2 separate regions of the Mus musculus genome follow, and region 1 is linked to region 2. A link is a contact called in public HiChIP or PLAC-seq data. All regions are on one chromosome and are shown on one strand. Each heading gives the region's core, a stretch centred on a gene start, on an enhancer-like site or on the middle of the called end of the contact. The rest is flanking DNA. Distances are from core to core; before and after follow the strand shown.

Evidence for each region. HiChIP or PLAC-seq counts read pairs in DNA pulled down with a chosen protein or histone mark.
Region 1: an H3K4me3 HiChIP or PLAC-seq map of embryonic basal ganglia shows a contact between it and region 2, with 4 times the contacts expected there. The contact joins two enhancer-like sites. A contact is called at or near these places in 1 of 484 Hi-C or Micro-C datasets (nephron progenitors) and 2 of 115 datasets of contacts at active chromatin or transcription factors (embryonic basal ganglia and embryonic stem cells).

Annotation. Positions count from the first base shown.
Region 1 is chr19:14,774,874-14,780,102 of GRCm38.p6, reverse strand. No RefSeq gene overlaps it. Among named protein-coding and RNA genes, the nearest start is that of Tle4, 180 kb to the right of the region's middle. Within about 2 kb of position 2,547, at least 19 of the 459 cell types and tissues checked have an H3K27ac peak or open chromatin away from gene starts, as enhancers often do. A contact at or near this core is called in embryonic basal ganglia, where this site is marked.
Region 2 is chr19:14,298,001-14,303,117 of GRCm38.p6, reverse strand. No RefSeq gene overlaps it. Among named protein-coding and RNA genes, the nearest start is that of Gm8630, 140 kb to the left of the region's middle. Within about 2 kb of position 1,732, at least 7 of the 459 cell types and tissues checked have an H3K27ac peak or open chromatin away from gene starts, as enhancers often do. A contact at or near this core is called in embryonic basal ganglia, where this site is marked.

The DNA.
Region 1 (5,229 bases), core at 1,298-3,797, 480 kb before region 2:
TGCACATTCAGTCAGCCAATGGTAAAATCACCTAGCAACCAGTTCTCAGCAATCATCTCTGGCATTAAAGCCATGCCTGACTGTGTACATACACTCACCTATATGTGTGTATGTACATTATTACACACTAATAATACTAACAATATACACACTATGTAATAATCTAAACTATGTATCACGTCATAAAAAATAAAAGCCGTAAGTCCCTCTTTTTTGCCTCTGCACTGGTTTTCTGCTCTCTGAGTACTATAGGCAGGTAGGTAGACTGCAACACACACCATTTAGAGGCTCCATTCAGGACTCAGCTCCTCTAAAGAAGCGACTTCTAATGACTTATATAGCCACTTTAGGATTTCTGGGAAAGAGAAATGGCCTGTGGGGCTCAAATAGATGTTTAGCTCTTTACTCACCAGGAAATTACTGGTTCTAGAAGTTACAACTCGCACATATTTAAGGTGTTACCTTATGATTAAGCACCCACCCCCTTTCTTCTCACACCAGTTTCCTTCTATCACATTTGGACACAGATATAAGCAACAGAGACTATGACTCTATAGCCAGGATATGCTCCTGCCCAGTCTATGTCCTTCCAGTTAAACTTTGGCTGCATAGTTACCTCCTCATGTTGTATAGGTGAAAGTAGGTTAATCGCCCTTCCCTATTTTGCCATGAACTGCACGTTTCCCTTCTGACTGATCATTCAGTCAAAATTACTTAGTCATTGGTATTAACACACACATAATGTCTGCCTGTCCCTTTAGATTGTAGGCTCAGAGTTTGGCTTCTTATTGGACCACAGTAGTATGCATAGAGGCAAGCTTTATGTGTAGAGCTAAAATGTATTTTGTAGAATGGATGGCTTCTGAGGCACGGAAAAGGTTTTTCTAGAATTGATGCCCACACGTGAATAAGTATCAGTGCATCACAGATAATGGATCAGTGAACTAGCGAACTAGTGAAGATCTGCCTCTTCTCTGGCTTTACCACTTGCTGGGTCTAGGACACTCAGTCCCTGGCAACACTAAGTGAGTTCTGTAGCCTCATTGGATAAATAATCTCTCCTTGCTCTCTCATTGGCTCTGTGGAAATGAATAAAATCATTATCTTCTATGTCTGTCTCCTTAACAATAAACAGGAAATAATTCTAGCCACAGGGTAGATATTATTTGTGATAGATATTGTGGTAGATAAATTGTAGTAGATATTGCTATATGAGAATGAGAACTTAGAAATTCTGAGTTGAACAGAGCAATCAAGAAATATGAAGGATGAGGAGAAAATCTTGTAAGCTAGACATCATACTGTAGTGTAAAAAATATATACTGTGCTCCACAGGAAATGTGTGTTGTCTTCAACAGCCTATAGTCTTTGAAGGTAAGGAAAGCGCATATCTCTTAATGAATTGAGACCGGAGAGATGACTCCGTGAAGAACATTTTCTGCTCACAGAGGACCCCAGTTTGTGTTCCATTACCAAGTTGACAACTCACAAACCCAACCACCTCTAACCTGTCACCTCCAGAGGCACCCAGCATTCATACAAATAAATAAAAACAAATCTTAAAAAGAAACAGTATCTTTTTCATGAATGAATGGTTCCGTAGCTACACTAGTTACCATTTACTAAAGTTAAAACTTTGGCCCAGACAAAAACCTACACACAGATGTTTACAGCATTTCCATCATGAATGCCAACACTTGGAAGCAACCAAACTTTTTCAGTAGATGGTGAAGCAAACTGTAGAATATCTAGATGGTGAAATGTGATTAGCCCTCCCAACCCCCCCCCCCAAAAAAAACAACCCTCTGGGACTCTTGCTAAATTACTAAGGGAAAAAAAGGCAATCCAAAAATAAATAAATAGATAAATAAAATAAAGGTCCCGCCCTTTATTTTATTCAAATAAAATTTGAAACTCTGGGGCTTTCTTTCTATATACTAGAGCAAATGCTGGAAACCTCAGGAGGAGGCTAGAAAAAGGAAGGGGCTGGGAGAAATTACACTCCGCTCAAAACTGCACTAAAACTTAAAATCTACCCCAAAGTTCGTAAATGGAAGTAACAGAAATAATGCAAGGGACAGGGACAGAACATTGCGCTGAGGGAGATGGGCAGTAGACAGGGCCACATGCAGGAAAGCAGTCACTCAGGCTGGAGCCCAGAAGTACCACAGGGATCCAGGAGCTCGGGACCAATCCAGGACGACTACCCAGAATCTCTCCCATCAAAACACGCAGCGAGGGAGGAGGGTGATCCAAACTGTTTGCACTAAAAAGAGCAGTAAACACTCATCTCAATAAAATGTCTTAAATACAAAAACATTTAGTATGCCCAGTCTGGCTTCTCTTGCTTATTTTTTTGTTAACTGCTCAATGCAGAGGACAATTTACTTTTCCGTTAAAAAAAAAAAAGAATTCTCTCTCTCTCTCTTTCCCATTCTGTTTTGGTTTGTGAGGTTTTGTTGTCATTTCTTCCTAAAGCGCTGTTTCCTCACATTTGCATCATGTGAGATTCCATTTAAACTGCCTTTTAATTGTATGTGCCGCCTTGGCAGAACATGACTGATGTACTCGCGTTAATTAGGGCTCCAGTCAGCAGCCCGTGCCAGCTGGAAACTGAGAAACAAGCGTAAATTATTCTGTCATCAATCAGCTCGGAAATGTTTGAATCACTAATTAGTTTGCAATTTGGGTGACAGTTTATCTGACGCAGGCGATGTCAGAAACTTCAGATCTGAGATGAATAATTTGCCAGGAACAAGCCCAGATTCCCTGCCTTTAAATACATGAAGGTTTATCTGCATGTTGAAAGGTGGCTCAGCGGTCTTCATTAACTTCCAACTGGGACTATGTAAATCAGGATCCAGCGTGAGCCACTTCAGGCCATGGTGGCTTAGCAGATGATATTTAGAAAAAGAAATCCTCTTTTTTTTTCTTTTTCTTCTTCTTTTATTAATAATTCATAAACTGATAGACAAGGATGTTTGGGTTTTAACAGCTTTTAAAAATCACAATGGTTTTCTTTTAAAAAAATAATAAAGCAATCATTCCCCTTTTACATGAAAATTAGCGGTGTTGCATCTTGCTGTTTAACTGATTTATTCTCTTCCACTGTCACGTGACCAGAATGTTAAACGGGAAGTGATTATTAGCCCTTATCCTTTCAAGAAGCGTTGTTATTGGGCTTTATTAGATGGCAGACTTATGTTTCCGCTTAAAGGAAAGGTATATAGACAGCATTGGGGGGCAGGGTAGTAAAAATAGAAAAACAAATTTTTGTTTGAAAGCATCATGAAATCTGCTATTCCTTCCACTAAAGATGCTCGAATGGGCCCCACATATTGCAATCAAAGAACAGGCCTAGATAATAAGCCTTGTATCCTCTGTGTATGGAAAGGGCTGCTATTTGTGGGACATTTAAATATTCCCTGTGCATTTTAGATCCGTAGCATCACTCTGGCATTTATAGGACACACAGAGGCGAGGATGAAAGCAATCAGAAGTCGTCGTCTTTCAAACTTTCTCTCTACTCGAAGTCAACTGAATCCACCCTCTTAATTATAGTAGACCTCCAGGACCAATCCTGTGTTTTCTTATGGAAACAGAGTAGAAGAGGATAAACAGGTTTGAAATAAGCCATGTTCCCCTCAGGACGAGGCAGGAGAGGCTGTCTACCAGGAAGCAGGGGATTTCGGGAGTCCCAGTGGCAGTTGGTAAGTGGGGGTTCAGGGGCGGAGATACAAAGCCAGATGCTTGGGGAGACCTATTTCCCTAGGACAGGTAAGGCTCTCTCAAAAGACCTTCCTTTTCAAGGAGTTTCCTGACAATCTCCAACTCCAAAGTCATTTTCTCAGTTATGTTTCCTCACACCATTTGAGCTCACCATTTTAATTCCCACTAAGATTTGAATGGGGTTTGTTCCCTTCAAAACTCAAACTGAAACTTAATGGCCGTTATAATGGTGTCAGAGCAAAAGCACAGACTGCCACACACAACCAATTAGAGACCATTCATGGTAAAAAAAAAAAAAGAAGAGAAAGGAGATTTAATCAATGTGACACGCTTAGAAAATGAACAGGACAGGGCCCAGTGACCCCATGTCTATCTTCTTGACATTGACATGAGCTTTCCACATTGGGGTCGGTAAGTGGTCTTGGGGTCTTGGTCAAGGTGTGGTCTGGACAATCCTTTCCTCAGTTCGAATGTTTAAAAATAAATAAAATAGTCTCAGACAAATGTGTTCAGTGTTTCTGATTGAAATTTGTAAAATAGGAGAGGCCAGGGGAAGATTTCCTCCAGTTTCAGTGTGGGAATAACAGTTATGCTGACTAGTTTTTGTTTCTTTGGGGTGTTTTGTTTTGCTTTATGTCAACTTCCCATAAGCTAGAGTCATCTGAGAGAATGGAACCTCAATTGAGGAAATGCTTACATAAGATCTGGTTGAAGGCAAACCTATAGGGCATTTTCTTAATTAGTGATTGTGCAGAATGGCTCAGAAAAGTGTGGGTAGGACCAATCCTGGGCTTGTGGTCCTTGGTTTTATAAGAATGCAGGCTGAGCAAGTCAGAGGGAGCAAGCCAATAAGAAGCATCCCTCCACTGTCTTGACATCAGCTCCTGCTTCCAGCTTTCCGTGGTGGTTGAGTTCCTTCCCTGACTACCTTCAACAATGAACAGTGACATGGAAGTATAATGAAAGTCCAAGTTGCTTTTGGTCATGGTGTTTTATCACAACAATAGTAACCTTGACTAAGAAAAGAATAGCTGTGCTACCACATAATACAACACTCCTCAGAAAGTAGATTATAGAGGATGTAGCATGTTCTACACAGAGCCTCTAAAGTCACTCTAGAGACAGAATGGCAGAGAGTTGCCAGAGGAAGAGCTGTGGAAGGATATGCAAGGGATATTTTATGAGTCACACTGGGAAGTGGTGAAAAAAAAAAAAAAACTTGCTACGCAAACAAAATAGTGGATCATCAAAGCGAAAGAAAACTAGTGTTACTTTAAACTCCTCCTTTCTCTTTTTTTCTTCTTTCTTTCTCTCTTTCTTTCTTTCTTTCTTTTTCATTTATTTATCCTTTCTTCTTATTTCTAGGAGAAAAAGTCAAAGTAGCCTGATGAAAATATTGAAAATTATATTTCTGGAAACTTTACAAAGCAAACATGAGATGATACTCTTTGCTACTTCGAACAGCATCAGCATAGCTTTGACCCTAATTTTTTTTTCAGA
Region 2 (5,117 bases), core at 483-2,982:
AAATGTAAGTGCTAGAAGATAAACAAGTTTGTTCTTAGTTTTTAAGATACTTTCTTGACTTCCTATTCCCATATTTCTATAAACATCAACCCTACTTCCCTACTTTTTAAACATTTGTACACTGTAGTGGGAGACACTAATAGTCCTCAGGGCTAGATGCCCAGACTGAAGACTGTCTCTACTGATGACATAGGCATGAGAAAAATATAGTTCCATGAAACTCAATATTTGTATTTGCAAAATGGAGCTTCATAGGCCAACCCATTCCTCACCAGAGTTCTGGAAACAGGCTTTGATTTGCCCTGTGGTTCCAAGAGGGAATGCTGTCAGAGAGCAACAAAATGAACATGTTGCCTTCCTCAACCCTCATTGAAGCCTTCCTAGGGGTGGAAGAGCAACTTAGCCTCTTGGTGATTGCAGGGATGGACTTGAACCAAATTTGCACCAGTTCCTGGACCAGATCTATCGATAAAAGTGTGCTCTACCCTCACTGGCCTGAGCAGCCTGAGGGTTTCTTCTGTGGCACCCATGTCTTGGAGTGGTGGAGGAGGAAGCTTGCTTCTAGTGCACATGGAACCTCCTGTTTGAACCCATGGAAGCCCCGACATTTTGGTTCTAGTTGGGCTTCATCTTGTTTTAACATCGGTTTTCATAATTTGTTGCTTTCCTTTAAAGAACCTTTAGGATATTTGTTGTGTTTTGTATCCGTGGTTTTGATAGAACTTAACAAAAGCTGGACAATATCTAAGGGAGGAAAACCATGGAGATCTTCACAGACTGGAGAAAATGAGGAGAGTCTACAGCTTACCATGTCTTACGACTGCAAATATCAGGAAATCCACCTGTATTTCCCCCTGGCCTGCACAAAACCTAGGGTTTTCAGCACACTTGAAAAAATATTTTCCCATTGACCATCTTTAGCATCAACTAATTTAGTCTCCCCCTCCCCACCCCCATCTCCCTCTTCCATTCCCTCTCTTTGTCACTAGGAGAATGTAACTAAACAGTGTAGTATTCAGTAAACACCAGAGGCAGATAGCTTACTTCTTTTTCATTCTGATGTAACCTACTAGGTGCTGAGGAGTCTGTGTGGCATCAGGAGACTTAAAGGAACATGAAGCTCCTTACTTGGTTATCACAGCCAGAGGTACAGACAGGTCGTTGTGTGAGTGGGACTTTGAACTTGGAACTTCTAAGAGAATTCTGGAGTTCCAGGGCAAAGTATCCAAACAGGAAAATAAAAAGGACAACACTCATGTAATATCCTCTGTCCTCCTTTCTCAGACTACCCTTTACAGAGAATGAAGTGGGAATAGCATGCAGAGACTCGTAATGAACCCTGAAAATGTCTGTCACCAATCAGCAAACAGCCCCCACCATGACTTGGTGCATGGATGCCCCTGTGACTAATTTGCCACATCTTTTTGTAATAACAAGGGATTTTTTAAAGGTGTTTATCCCATCCACAGCTTTTTAAAGCAGCGAGTTCATTTAAATAATTACCTAGTCATTTAGTTAATGCATTCTTTTTTAAACTTGACTAACTACAGCGTATGTGGTTTTGATGGAAAAAGAGCCCCCTTTATGTAATAGCACTGTTTTTTCCCCCACAAAATAAATGCAACACAATTATTTTACTGCAGAGAAATTAGCTCATTTGCAAATGCCACCTCAGAACACAAGAAGAATGGCATTTATTGAAGCACTAATAACGGCACCATGTTAGAATAATTTTATGCTGACGGGTCCACAATCACTCAACATTTTAAGAGCTGTCATCACACCAGCATGAGCTGCATGCAAAAGTACAAATTTATGCTGTGACATCATGGCACTGAGTGTAATTGGAATAAAATCACCGGCTTCTCTTTGGCATTTGCTTGTATTTCTGAGGCCTTCCTTGCCCACCCAGAGTGGATTCTTGGTACTGAACCAGCAGTCACATATTCTTTGAATGTAGCATGGACCAGGCTCATGCAGGTGGGCCCTTCACATACTTCTGAAGGACACTTTCCAGTGGGTGTTCAATGACCTGTGCTGTGACTGAACAGAGAACTACAGAGCTGGAAGAATCACAAATCAGCCAAAGACACTCTTTAGATCTGGATAATTAAACAACAGTCACTATACAATGGCTGAAGACCTCATATCAATTTTAGCAAGTTAATAAATTCCAGTCATGGCCTATAGTTAAGTACTGTGCTTGAGAGAATCAGACTTCCACATTGATCCTCTGGACTTTCTATAACATTTTACTCTTATTTTTGTAGTATGGGAATGGTGCTTTCTGAGAACAATGTCACCTGACAAGAGATGACAATGATCATGGAGAAAGGGCACAAATGCCCCTGTCATATTTAGACATGGTACAGTGCTTAAAATTTCACATTTCTTGCCACTGAGGATAATCAGATGTGCTCTGCCCTGAGAAAGGAGGTGTTGATGTACATCTTTTCAAATCTGGGCTGAACTCTGTAATTGGGAACCGTGTTTGGGCACACAGGTGTGGCTGTCTGTCAAAAAATTGAGGGGAGGTGCGTGGGCACATTTCTGCAAAACACATCTCAGTGTTCCCCTCCAGAATGTTGAAAATGTGGAATGTGGGAGACTGTCTGCAACCCCCATGACTTGTGAGTGGCTGTCTTACTAAGCTTAAGGAGATGGTTAACTTAGATATAGGGAGGAAATATAATTAGGGGCCAGATAACTGGTAAACATAACACATTTGTGTTAAGGGATGACAGAGTAGAAGGGTGTTTCCTTTGGAGGATACAGTTCCCAAGGATGTGCTCTCAATGATGTCCAAACCCTAATGATCAGCTCTTGTGAATATGTTACCTTATATGGCAAGTGGGACCTTGCAAATGTAATTAGGAGTTCTGAAATGGGCAGATTATCTGAGTTATTCATATGGTTCTAATGTAGTATAAGGGTTCTTAGAACAAAAGAGGAGAGATGAAGACTCAGTCAGAAGCAGAGGACAGAAACAGAGCATAAGGGGATGTGGCAGCTGCCTTTGGAGATGGAAGGGATCATGAATCAAAGAATGGAGTCAGTGTACAGGATCTTGATAAGCCAAGAAACAGACACCTCCCGAGCTTTCAAAGGAAGGAATCTGTGCTCACATCCTGATCTGAGCTCCAAGAGATATCCCAGACTTCTGGGCTCCAGAACTATAACGTAACGAATATGTCTGCTCTTATGATACAAATATGTGGTAATTTGTTGAAGCAGCAATAGAAAACTAATGTAATAGCTTTTTAAAAATAATTTATAAGTATGTTAACTGGACTGAACTAGTTTTTGGCATTTGATGAGTTTTTGTTTCTGTAGAACTAAAAGCAATACCTAAAATCATATACTTCTCATGCTGATTCACGAAGTCAAAGAAATCCTTTTTATCAGAAAAAAAAAAAGATGTTTAAAGGACACAAATATAGCCCTCAGTGAAAAATTAAGGGCTCAAGTTGTGGGCTGTCTAGACCAGGAGTGTGGAACATTTTCTATTGGTTCAGGTCAGTTTCTAACTGATGGATTTCAGTTATCTTGCTTGTGGTTGGCTTTCCTAATGGCCAGCCTTATATATTAGACATTAATACATTGTAGTTCCTTTACTGATATTTACTGAAGTGCTGTGGCAATTTAAGAACATGGCCGTAAAGCCTTAGGCATGCTATCAAGAGACCCTTTTGGTGCAAGTGGGTGAGGCTGGTCTTGCTCTAGCTGGTAGAGCATGGCCAGAAAGATCTATTGTCTTCCAAGAGCAGGCAGCGCCTTGTAGAGGGAGGATCACAACTAATTAATGAGTTGGAAATTTCTGGTTTTGGAGACTCAGTTGTGTTATGTGATATTTTTCTGAAACCTGTGTGATAAGAAGATGTGTTGCTGAAGTACACATGTGAGAGGATGTTTTGCTGGGACAGGCTCTTGGGAGAATGTGTGATGCTTGGAAAGGGTATACAGAAAACCAGATAGTGTACAATGCTTTTGCGTTGGTTTGGCTTGCAATGCTTTGGTGGTCTTCACATATCTTCTCTTGTCATCACATTGTAGAGAGAAATGCACCAAAATACTCCTCATGGCATTCCAGATGCTTCTTGCTGCTTCTGTAGACTCCGGGCAATTCTGTAGAACCTTGTGGTTTCTTCTAGATCGAACTGCTGCTACTGATTTGTGTTTGGTGTTTGCTGATTAGACTTGGACTGTCACTACTGATTTGTGTTTGGTGTTTTGGACCTGACTGCTGATATCCTGACAACAAAGATTGGAATGGCACTAAAAACCTTCCTTTAAACAGGCCTAAACCCCCCTGTATTAGCCATCTTTCTCCCCACTTACGGTCAGTGGCTTACAAGGAAGGTTGAAGCATTTACAAACTCTTATTCAAATAGGTTTTTGAAAAATCTAAGCCTACGAATCAAAATGCAGAAACTAAGGATCAGGGAACATTTTGGAGGAAGGTGCAGAAAGATTGTAAGAGCCAAAGAATCAGGGGGTATGCTATGAGACTGTGTTTCCTAGTAATGTCAGAAGCAACACACATACAGTCTCACCAACTAGGCAGATAAATATAAGATGAACAAGGACAATGACAATAGCATGCCAAAGTGAGTAAGAAAAGCTCACAAAGCCTCAGCCCTACACAAAGAAGTAGAGGCAACTCAGGATGCTGAATGGGAGAAATGGTCTTCTTCAGGAAAGAGCATACTAATTGGCTATCTAGTATTAGATTTAGAAATACATATGTATACACATATATGTATGTAACAACAATTAATGAAAGAGGCCATGAATTTTAAAGAGAGGAAGAAGGAAAGGAAAGGGAGGATTGATATAATCTCAAAAAGAAAGCAGAGAAAGAAGAAAGAACGAATACAAGAAAGAACAAAAGAAAGGAAGAATGAAAATAAATAAATAAATAAATAAATAAATAAATAAATAATGGGGAGGGGGAATGTTGTTGCAGAGTTGTAGGCATGCCATCAAGAGGTACTTTTGGTGCATGTGGGCAGCTAGTTCTGCTCTAAGTGGCAGAGATATCCAGAAGGATCTGTTGTCTTGTAAGAGCAGGTCAGTGCCTCGAGCTAGTGGATACAAAGGAACTCTCCCTTAGGTTC